Linked DNA regions of Neogale vison: region 1 is linked to region 2. A link is a contact called in public Hi-C data. All regions are on one chromosome and are shown on one strand. Each heading gives the region's core, a stretch centred on a gene start, on an enhancer-like site or on the middle of the called end of the contact. The rest is flanking DNA. Distances are from core to core; before and after follow the strand shown. Region 1 holds the start of MAPKAPK3 (MAP kinase-activated protein kinase 3). Region 2 holds the start of RBM15B (putative RNA-binding protein 15B).

Evidence for each region. Hi-C and Micro-C count contacts between places; a contact is called where the count stands out from the background.
Region 1: a Hi-C map of muscle shows a contact between it and region 2, with 6 times the contacts expected there. The contact joins the promoter of MAPKAPK3 here to the promoter of RBM15B in region 2. A contact is called at or near these places in 2 of 3 Hi-C or Micro-C datasets (fibroblasts and muscle).

The regions. Positions count from the first base shown.
Region 1 is chr6:204,619,021-204,623,933 of ASM_NN_V1, reverse strand. MAPKAPK3 (MAP kinase-activated protein kinase 3) reads left to right here and starts at 3,514. Exons shown (of 11, transcript XM_044253495.1): 1 at 3,514-3,596; 2 at 3,863-4,139. The coding sequence starts at 3,915.
Region 2 is chr6:203,973,685-203,978,271 of ASM_NN_V1, reverse strand. It overlaps RBM15B (putative RNA-binding protein 15B), which reads left to right and starts at 1,923. Exons shown (of 1, transcript XM_044253487.1): 1 at 1,923-4,587. The coding sequence starts at 1,975.

The sequences.
Region 1 (4,913 bases), core at 2,265-4,764, 640 kb before region 2:
ATTTCCTTGTCTAACCACTACACACTGTGTCCTCTTTACAGGTGATGAGATGGAGGTACAGAGAAGTGAAAATGTACCCCAGATCTCAGCCGGCAAATGATGAGTTGGTGCTTGGAGCACAGTAACATTCCACTGCCCCCCACCACCACCCCGCTGGGTTCCTTGATCAGACAGCTCCTAGGCATCCTTCAGGATCCAGTTTTATGGTCCACAGAGAAGCTTCCCTGCCCCCAGGCCAGTCAAATGTCAGAGCACAATGGGTGTCCCATTGAAAGCTCCCTTAAGAGATTTCGGCAGTGATGCAGTTTTGTGTGTTAAACTAAAAGGCCTCAAGGGCCTCCAACCACCGTCAGTGAGTGTGACAGAGTATTGTGCCTCACCTGTGTGAGTAGTCTATGATGTGCCCCTGTTCTGCCCCAGGTATTGTGGGTCCCTCTGGCCTTCTCATTATCACCTCTTCCGCTCTGGCTGCTCCCTACCCACCCCTGCTCTGACTGCTGGGCCCACGATGCCACCCAGTGGCAATTCCTCTCATGCTTTCACTCGACAAATTTCCTTATTCTCTTCCAGGTAAGCCCTGCCTGCCTGCACTCCAGGGACTGGCTTTTGCTGCAGGGTCTCCCAGCTCCTCCCTACTAGGAACAGTCACAAGATGGGTCAGTTACAGTAATACACAGCAGTGCCTTCCTTAAAGTCTGGCTCATTTGGTCTCTTTAGTCTCATCATTTGTAGCCATTCCACTCCCGGAAGAATAGTCTACACATACGTGTGTGTGTGTGTGTGTGTGTGTGTATGTGTCAGGGATATATTCAGTCCTCTACACCACTCTCCCCTGGACACACACACACACACACTCACTCACTCACTGGACCCTTTCATCACTGTAAACTACTCCAAAGTCCTCAGCCTTTGGCCCCTTGGACATACAACTATCACGGAAGGGGCTGTGTGGCAAAGTCTGACACCATGAACCCACCCCTACTCTGGCCCAAACAGTGAATTCTCCCATCAGTGTGCTGGCAAATGAGCAGCTAGGGGAAACCACGTATTCTAAGGCTCTTGTGTTGAGTGAACAGTTGAAAACATCTATGATGGACCTATGTGGGCACTGTGTGTCCTTGAGTAAGCATTGGCACTAGTGGTGGAGACTGCAAAGGGGCAAGCATTGCCATTGCTTACTTTTCACATTTCCCTATGGCTTGAATTTATTATAACAACAAGTTTTACTTATGCAATTAAAATCTGAATTAAAAAGAGATCAGTTTAAAAACACGATAGGGGCACCTGGGTGGCTCCATTGGTTAAGTGTGGCTCTTCAGCCCAGGGTCCAGAGATCAAGCCCCGCATTGGGCTCTCAGCTCATCGGTGAATATGCATCTCCCTCTACTCCTCCCCCCAACTCACGATCTCTCTCTGTCTCACGCTCTCTGTCTCAAATAAGTAAATAAAATCTTAAAAAAAATACAATTATAAAATGTTTAGAACAATTGTTATCTGATTCTATTTTTAGAAAATAAGCTAGCAACCGCAGCATACACTGAGATAATTTGGCTAGGACAAGGAGCCAGCTCCCACCCTCAACTGCCTGGCACTCTTCTTGTGAGTAGGATCCTGCTTGTCCAGAATGAACTCTTGCTCAGCTTTGGTTTCATCTGGCCCAAACCAGGTCACCTCCAGAGGGAAGATCCTTCTTCAGTCTCCAAGCTATGGAAGCTTCCAGATCACAGGGTTTCCTTCACGTCTCTGAGATCTTGGATCAGATTCTCAGATGGGGTTCTGTGACTGAGGTTCTGGGTCCAGCCGGACGTAAATGTCTGGGTGCTTGTGCATGCCCGTGTTGTACACAGTAGTTGTACACCTACACATGTGCAAATCTGTGCTTGTGCATATGTGTGCATTTGTGAATACATGTGAGAGTGTATTTGTACAAGTGGATGTGGGAAGGGGGCAGGGAGGCACAGGAGAGGAGGGCATCATTTGAGGGTGAGAGCTGGGCCCTGGAGTTGTTCTTTGGGGGTAGGGATGAAGACCCTGCCATGAGCGCTGCTGACCTCAGACAGGTTGCTTAATCTCTCCGGGCATGTCTGTCTGGTAGGTTATGTGGGGTGGGTACAGCGCTGCCTCCTCTGGTCCCAGTGAGGTCACAGAGTGTCCGGATAGTACCCCCACTCAGTGTCTTGTCCAAAAGAGGGGTTCAGTCAGTCAAGGCCATCATCAGGGTCTCTGCTTCACCAAACCCTGACAGCTTGAAGGTTGTCTCAAGGAGACAGACAGAGCCCCAGGCCCTTTCCTCTGACTCAAGACCTACACACAGCAAGTACCAGTTCTCCGGGATTTAATGCTCTGCAGAACCTTGGATCTGCAGCCCAGGAATCCACGTGCATCCACGTGCGTGCATGAGCAAGCGTGCGTGCGTGCGTGTGTGTGTGTGTTGCTGTACAGGGAGGTGGGCGGGAGCTCAATTTGGGTCCCATCCCAAAGTCAGAAGAAGGGCTCAGACTGAACCCGGTGGGCCTGAAGCCTCAGTGCCTGCAGTCCTACAAGTGGCCACTAGATGACAGCAGAGGCCCGCGCAGGGACCCTAACCCAAGCCTCTCCCTCCTACTGCGAAGTGAACCTTCAAGTTCCAGTCCCTCAGCCTGAGGGTAGGGGAGTGGGCGGATATACTGGAATGGTGCAGATTTGTCACAGAAGACAGTAACATCCCCTGCGACTCTGTGCAACAGTTTCCTCATCTGTGGAATAAGAGTTGTTTAACAGCCTGTGATGGGAAAACTTGCTCCAAATACCCAAGATTGTCTAAGATGGGTTGAGAATAGAGACCTAAAAGTGGAAGGGAACACCACATAGCTAATATAGAGTATAGTGAGTGGGAGGAGGACACTTTTTAAACAGGACACCAAAAGTCCAAGCAATAACGTGAAAAGTTAATGGGTCTGACAAAATGGGAGTTTAGGATGTCTGGTCTATGGACGCTGTATCCCAAGGGAAAAAAATAAGCCACGGATATGAGCAGGAGATGCACAGAAAGTGAGAGACACCCAGAGTCCCCAGAGACTGGAAGGGTGCGAATCACAACGAAATGTTATTTCACTTGTCCTGATGGCAAAAATTAAGACTTTAAGTACGCAGGACTTACAAGCCTCGCTGGAGGGCCGTCTACAGAGTACAGAAAAGACGCCGGACTCAAGTGGCTTCCTGAGGCTCCGAGAGAAACAAGACTTCCTGCGCTGTCACTTCCTAGGTCGCTGGTAAACTCCGGGCTCACACAGGCATCGCGGGTGTCGGGAGAACCAAGGTTTCCACCCTCTTCGAGAAGCCACGCCCCCTATTCTGTCCGGGCTCAGGGGCGGGGCCCGTTGGGGCCTCCCTCCCTGCCGGGTTCTGCCAGGGCCGGCCTGGCCCTTTAAGGCTGACCGAGCCCGCTCCAAGTCCGGGACGCACGGGGTGTGGGGAGGGGGGCAGGGGAGCGGTCACGTGGGCGGTCCCCGGCGGGACTCGGCTCTAGGAGCTCGCGGCCGCGGGTTCCCGGGACTGGGGTCCTTGTCCCTCGCCGGCGCAGCCAGGTACTCTGCTGTCAGGGACGGCCTCGCCAGGTACACCCTCGTAGGGCTCCCTCCACCTTCCGCTCCCAGACCCTTGCGGCCACTTGGCGCCCAGACCCTTCCCCTCTTGACAGGTGTCGGGCGGGACTCGCTAGTGGTTGCGTGACCACTGCCCACTGCCTCGAGTCCGTACTCTCGGACAGTTCGCTTCCGACTCCCGGCCCTGTCTGCTGCCCGCAGCCCAGCCAGGATCGGGGACTCCGGCTGGGGTGTACTGGAGGAATCTGAGCGGAACTCATTCTTCCCTTCTCCCCCAGGTGGCCCTGGACGCGCCAGGCTGGGGTCGCCTCTGAGCGCCCCCCGGGGGCCATGGATGGCGAGACAGCAGAGGAGCAGGGGGGTCCTGTGCCCCCGCAAGGTGCACCCTGCGGACCTGGCTCGGCCAGCGCTCCTGCCGTTGGGGGGCGGCGGGAGCCCAAGAAGTATGCGGTGACCGATGACTACCAGTTGTCCAAGCAGGTGCTGGGCCTGGGTGTGAACGGCAAGGTGCTGGAGTGCTTCCACAGGCGCACTGGGCAGAAGTGTGCCCTGAAGGTCAGTGACCCCTCACTGCTCCGTGGGTGACCTGGGAGGCCCAACAGCAGAGGCTTGTGGGTGCACCGTATGATCAGTCTTTCCTTTCATTCTCACACTCCCCTGTGAAGTCAGGCTCCTGGTCCTCCTTGCTTTACAGACAGGGAAAACAAGGCTTAGCCTAGCTAAACTCGGGGTGTCTCAGAAAGCAAGGGGTGGAGTCAGTAGGGGTAGAGTCTGTTGGACCCGGAAACAGGGAAGGAGTGGTTCCTGACTCTGGGGTTATGGCTGGGCCTATGTGTTCTGGCCAAAGGCGGGAAGCCCTCACTCAGCTTGGTTGTTCCTTCCATGAGAAGCTCTTCTTTTTTTTCATGAGACGCTCTTCTGACTGGAATGCAACTGAGTTTCCTTCTGCCTAAGGCTGAGTTCCCACTGAGGCTTGGGGTGGCGCTGTTTTCTCTTGTGGCCCCTGACTGCCCCCGCTGGAGTGATGGGTGGGAGCCTCCCAGGGCTCTCTGGTGGGCAGGGATAGGGCCCATCACACCTGTGAGCAAGAGGTTGCTGATGGGCTCCAGCTGAGTCACCGGCCCTATTTTGAAAAGGGTAGGTCCTGCTCCGAGCCTGACTCACCCTGGTTCCTGGGCTGAGGGCAGGCCAGACATCTATCTGTGTCACACCATAGGCTCCCTGGAGGCCAAGAACTCTCTGATACAAGGGGAATCCAGGGAGTTCTGGGGGTGGCTGATGTAGCCACATAGTTCTGGCTTAAGTCATTTAGTTCTGGGCCAAGGACCT
Region 2 (4,587 bases), core at 674-3,173:
CCTCAGTAACTGCCAGTGTTCGGTACCCTCACGTTTCTAGACATGCTCTCGGCCTGGCTACCTCCGCCCACCACTATCCAGATCCGGCTATCTACTTGGTTTGTGGTCTGGTGTCCCAAGCTTCTGATGCCTAATTGGGGTTTTGCAAGACTTACAGGGGTTGGTTTATACAAAGTCAGTGAGAGGGTGCCTTTTGCCTTGTTGATCAAGAGAAGTCCAACCAATGAAGTCTTGTCCCCAGAGTCTGGTTTTTCAGTTCCTCTTCAGGGCTGGCTTTAGAAAACTCCGTTATCAGCATGAGCTCTGACTTGGTGGAGACCCCTCTGCTTCTTGGGTCCGCCAAGACCACCTGAAGGGAAGAACTAAAGCAGTACTTCCCAAGAAGATCTCAGATCACATCGTTTATGCTGCTAAATTCAGTCTGCCTCCATAGGCCTTCTTACCACCTGCTGTGGCATCCACTGAGAGCCAGCAGCAGTCCCACATTTCATATCTTCAACACCAGGTTTCTAGGAGGGAGGCAAGAAGGTTGAACTACTTCTCAGGCCAAGGCAATTAGGTGGGCTATTAAGATCTGACAAGTGCAGTGCCCTGAGGCCCCGCCAGGTACTGGGAAAATCCACACTTCAAGACAGAAGTCTTAGGAGGCAGACAGCCGTGGCCTACAGGCCACACTGAACACAGGCACAGGGAAAACCACCCAACCAGTACTGCTCTAGGCTGACCCCCAAGGCAATCTACAAAGGGTTAACTCATTCTGGGAAGTGTTCGGGTCAGACAACTGTCAACAGGTGTTTCTTATAAGAGCTTTCCCCTTGCATCTGCCTCAGCTGCTCCAGGAGCAGCTTTATTTATGACCGTGGGAGGAGAGAGTTTTCTTCCCCACCCCTAAGCTTTCCTTGCAGAAGTTTGGTCAGGTTCTGCGATGCGCCCAGCAGCTCTCTGGAGATGACACGTTCCCAACGGGGCTTGGGCAACCGGGCAGGCTTCTCCCCACCGCTACACCTCACCTCTGGAGAAAAGGTCCTGGCCCTGGAGGTGGATAGAGGCACTAGCCAGTGAGAGGTAAGTGTGCAAGCTGTGGTTAACTATTGGATTTGGCCTCCTCGCCCTTGGTTCCGTTGGCGCTGCCCTTACAGCCCACTATCTGCTCGGGAGGCCGCATTAGAGGGTGGACCGCTGTAGCACCAAGGAGACTATTCCCATTCGGTAAACGGCAGGTTTGTTGGCTCGGGTTTCTCTGTCTGAACCCAGACGGGCCTCGCCTTTTGCACTCATAGCCCATGGTCGTTGCGGCCTTTCCGGGGGCTGCTGCGTGATAAATAAACGCGGAAGATGTCTGCTTTGTGGGATGTGGGTCCTGGACGGGGCCTAGGAAGCGGCGTGCTTAGGTCCTCTCGCCTGTCTATCCCCGGCCACAGTCGGGAGATGCTATGGAGATGCCGGGTTGGGGAGATGCCACGTAAAGAGACCGCGCTGGGTCAAGACGAAGGAGCCGGGCGCCCAAAGACGCTGCCACTCCCATTCCACGCAGCGTGGACCCCCGAGTCGGAAGCGGGAGGCCTAAGGCCTGCTGCCCGCTGGGGTCGGAGACAGGGCGAACCAGCCGGGTTCTCGCGAGGTCCCGGATCTCCGCGTAGCCCGGGCCCTTAGCCGCGCGGTGGCGCCAGAGCTCGCTGTCTGGCAGCTCTCGCTTGCACGCCCCGGGGGTCACGTGACACGGGGGCGGCGCATTCCGATGACGCCAGCCCGGCGCAGCTCCGCTCCGCCCGCTGCGGGGTCACGTGACAGTCCGGCGCAGCCTGATAACACGACGCCCAGCCCCTGGGCGCCGCTCCCGCCCCGCCCCGCCGCCACCGCCGCGCCGAGTCCTTTTGTCCAAGATGGCGGCGCCGGGGGCGCTACCTCCTCGGCCGCCGCCGCCGCCGCTGTGAGGGGCCTGCGGGCCGCCCGCCCGCCCGCCGCGCCGGCGCCATGAAGAGGCAGAGCGAGCGAGACTCGAGCCCGAGCGGGCGCGGCTCGTCATCGTCGGCCAAGCGGCCGCGGGAGCGCGAACGGGAGGCGGAGGCGGGCGGGCGGCGGGCGGCGCACAAGGCCTCGGGCGGCGCCAAGCATCCCGTTCCAACGAGGGCCCGAGACAAACCCCGCGGTAGCGGGGGCGGCGGGGGTGGGCATCGTGACGGCCGCGGCGCCGGGGACGCAAATCACCGTGCGAGCAGCGGCCGCTCCTCGGGCTCGGGCGCCGGCGGCGGAGGACGCGGCGGCAAGGCCTCCGGGGACCCAGGCGCTTCAGGTGCTTCACCCCGCGCGTCTCCACTGCCACCACCTCCGCCACCTCCCGGGGCCGAGCCCGCGGGTCCCGGCTCGTCGGCAGCCGCGCCCGAGTACAAGACGCTACTCATCAGCAGCCTCAGCCCCGCGCTGCCCGCCGAGCACCTTGAGGACCGGCTCTTCCACCAGTTCAAACGCTTTGGCGAGATCAGCCTGCGCCTGTCGCACACACCGGAGCTGGGCCGCGTGGCCTACGTGAACTTCCGGCACCCGCAGGACGCACGCGAGGCCCGCCAGCACGCCCTGGCCCGCCAGCTGCTGCTCTACGACCGGCCGCTCAAGGTGGAGCCCGTGTACCTGCGTGGCGGCGGCGGCGGCGGCGGCGGCGGGAGCAGCCGGCGAAGCAGCAGCAGCAGCGCTGCCGCCTCCACGCCGCCCCCGGGGCCGCCCACGCCCGCCGACCCGCTCGGCTACCTACCCCTGCACGGCGGCTACCAGTACAAGCAGCGCTCGCTGTCCCCAGTAGCCGCCCCGCCTCTGCGAGAGCCCCGCGCCCGCCACGCTGCAGCAGCCTTTGCCCTGGATGCTGCCGCTGCCGCTGCAGTGGGACTATCCCGGGAGCGAGCCCTGGACTACTACGGGCTGTATGACGACCGCGGGCGCCCCTACGGCTACCCTGCTGTGTGCGAGGAGGACCTGATGCCTGAAGATGACCAGCGGGCCACGCGCAACCTCTTCATCGGGAACCTGGACCACAGCGTGTCTGAGGTGGAGTTGCGGCGGGCCTTTGAGAAGTACGGCATCATTGAGGAAGTGGTCATTAAGAGACCTGCCCGTGGCCAAGGTGGTGCGTATGCCTTCCTCAAGTTCCAGAACCTAGACATGGCCCACAGGGCTAAGGTGGCCATGTCGGGCCGGGTGATTGGCCGAAACCCCATTAAGATAGGCTATGGCAAGGCCAACCCCACCACTCGCCTCTGGGTAGGCGGCCTGGGACCTAACACCTCACTGGCCGCTCTGGCCCGGGAGTTTGACCGCTTTGGGAGCATTCGGACCATTGATCACGTCAAGGGAGATAGCTTTGCTTACATCCAGTACGAGAGCTTGGATGCAGCTCAGGCCGCCTGTGCAAAAATGAGGGGCTTTCCCTTGGGTGGTCCAGACCGGAGGCTGCGCGTGGATTTTGCCAAAGCAGAGGAGACTCGGTATCCCCAGCAGTACCAGCCCTCACCCCTCCCTGTGCATTATGAGCTGCTGCCAGACGGATATACCCGGCACCGAAACCTGGATGCAGACCTACGGGTGCGGGATAGGACCCCCCCACACCTCCTGTACTCAGACCGAGACCGGACCTTTTTGGAAGGGGACTGGACCAGCCCTAGTAAAAGCTCTGACCGCCGGAACAGCCTGGAGGGCTACAGCCGGTCGGTGCGTAGCCGGAGTGGGGAGCGCTGGGGAGATGGGGACCGGGGCCTGCCCAAGCCCTGGGAGGAGAGGCGGAAGCGGAGGAGCCTTTCCAGTGACCGAGGGAGGACAACCCACTCCCCTTACGAGGAACGGAGCAGGACCAAGGGTGGTGGGCCGCAGGTGGACCGGGGCTCTGACCGCACTCCTGAGCGCAGCCGTAAGGAGAACCACTCCAGTGACGGGACCAAGGAGTGCAGCAGCAACTCCCTCAGCAACAGCAGACATGGGGCTGAGGAGCGGAGCCACCACCACCACCATGAGGCTCCAGACTCTTCTCATGGGAAGAAGACACGAGAGAGTGAGCGCAATCATCGGACCGCTGAGGCTGAGGCCAAGCCTCTGGAAGAGCCAAAACATGAGACCAAAAAGCTCAAGAATCTTTCCGAGTATGCCCAGACCCTGCAGCTGGGTTGGAATGGGCTCCTGGTGTTGAAAAACAGCTGCTTCCCGACATCTATGCACATCCTAGAGGGGGACCAGGGGGTTATCACTGGCCTCCTCAAAGACCACACTTCCGGGAGCAAGCTGACCCAGCTGAAGATCGCGCAGCGTCTGCGACTGGACCAGCCCAAGCTCGATGAGGTCACGCGTCGGATCAAGCAGGGGAGCCCCAACGGCTATGCGGTGCTCCTAGCCACCCAGGCGACCCCCAGCGGGCCTGGCACGGAGGGGATGCCCGCGGTGGAGCCAGGCCTACAGAGGCGGCTTCTCAGGAACCTGGTCTCCTACTTGAAACAGAAGCAGGCGGCGGGGGTGATCAGCCTGCCGGTGGGGGGGTCCAAGGGCAGAGACAGCACGGGCATGCTCTATGCCTTCCCACCCTGCGACTTTTCACAGCAGTACCTCCAG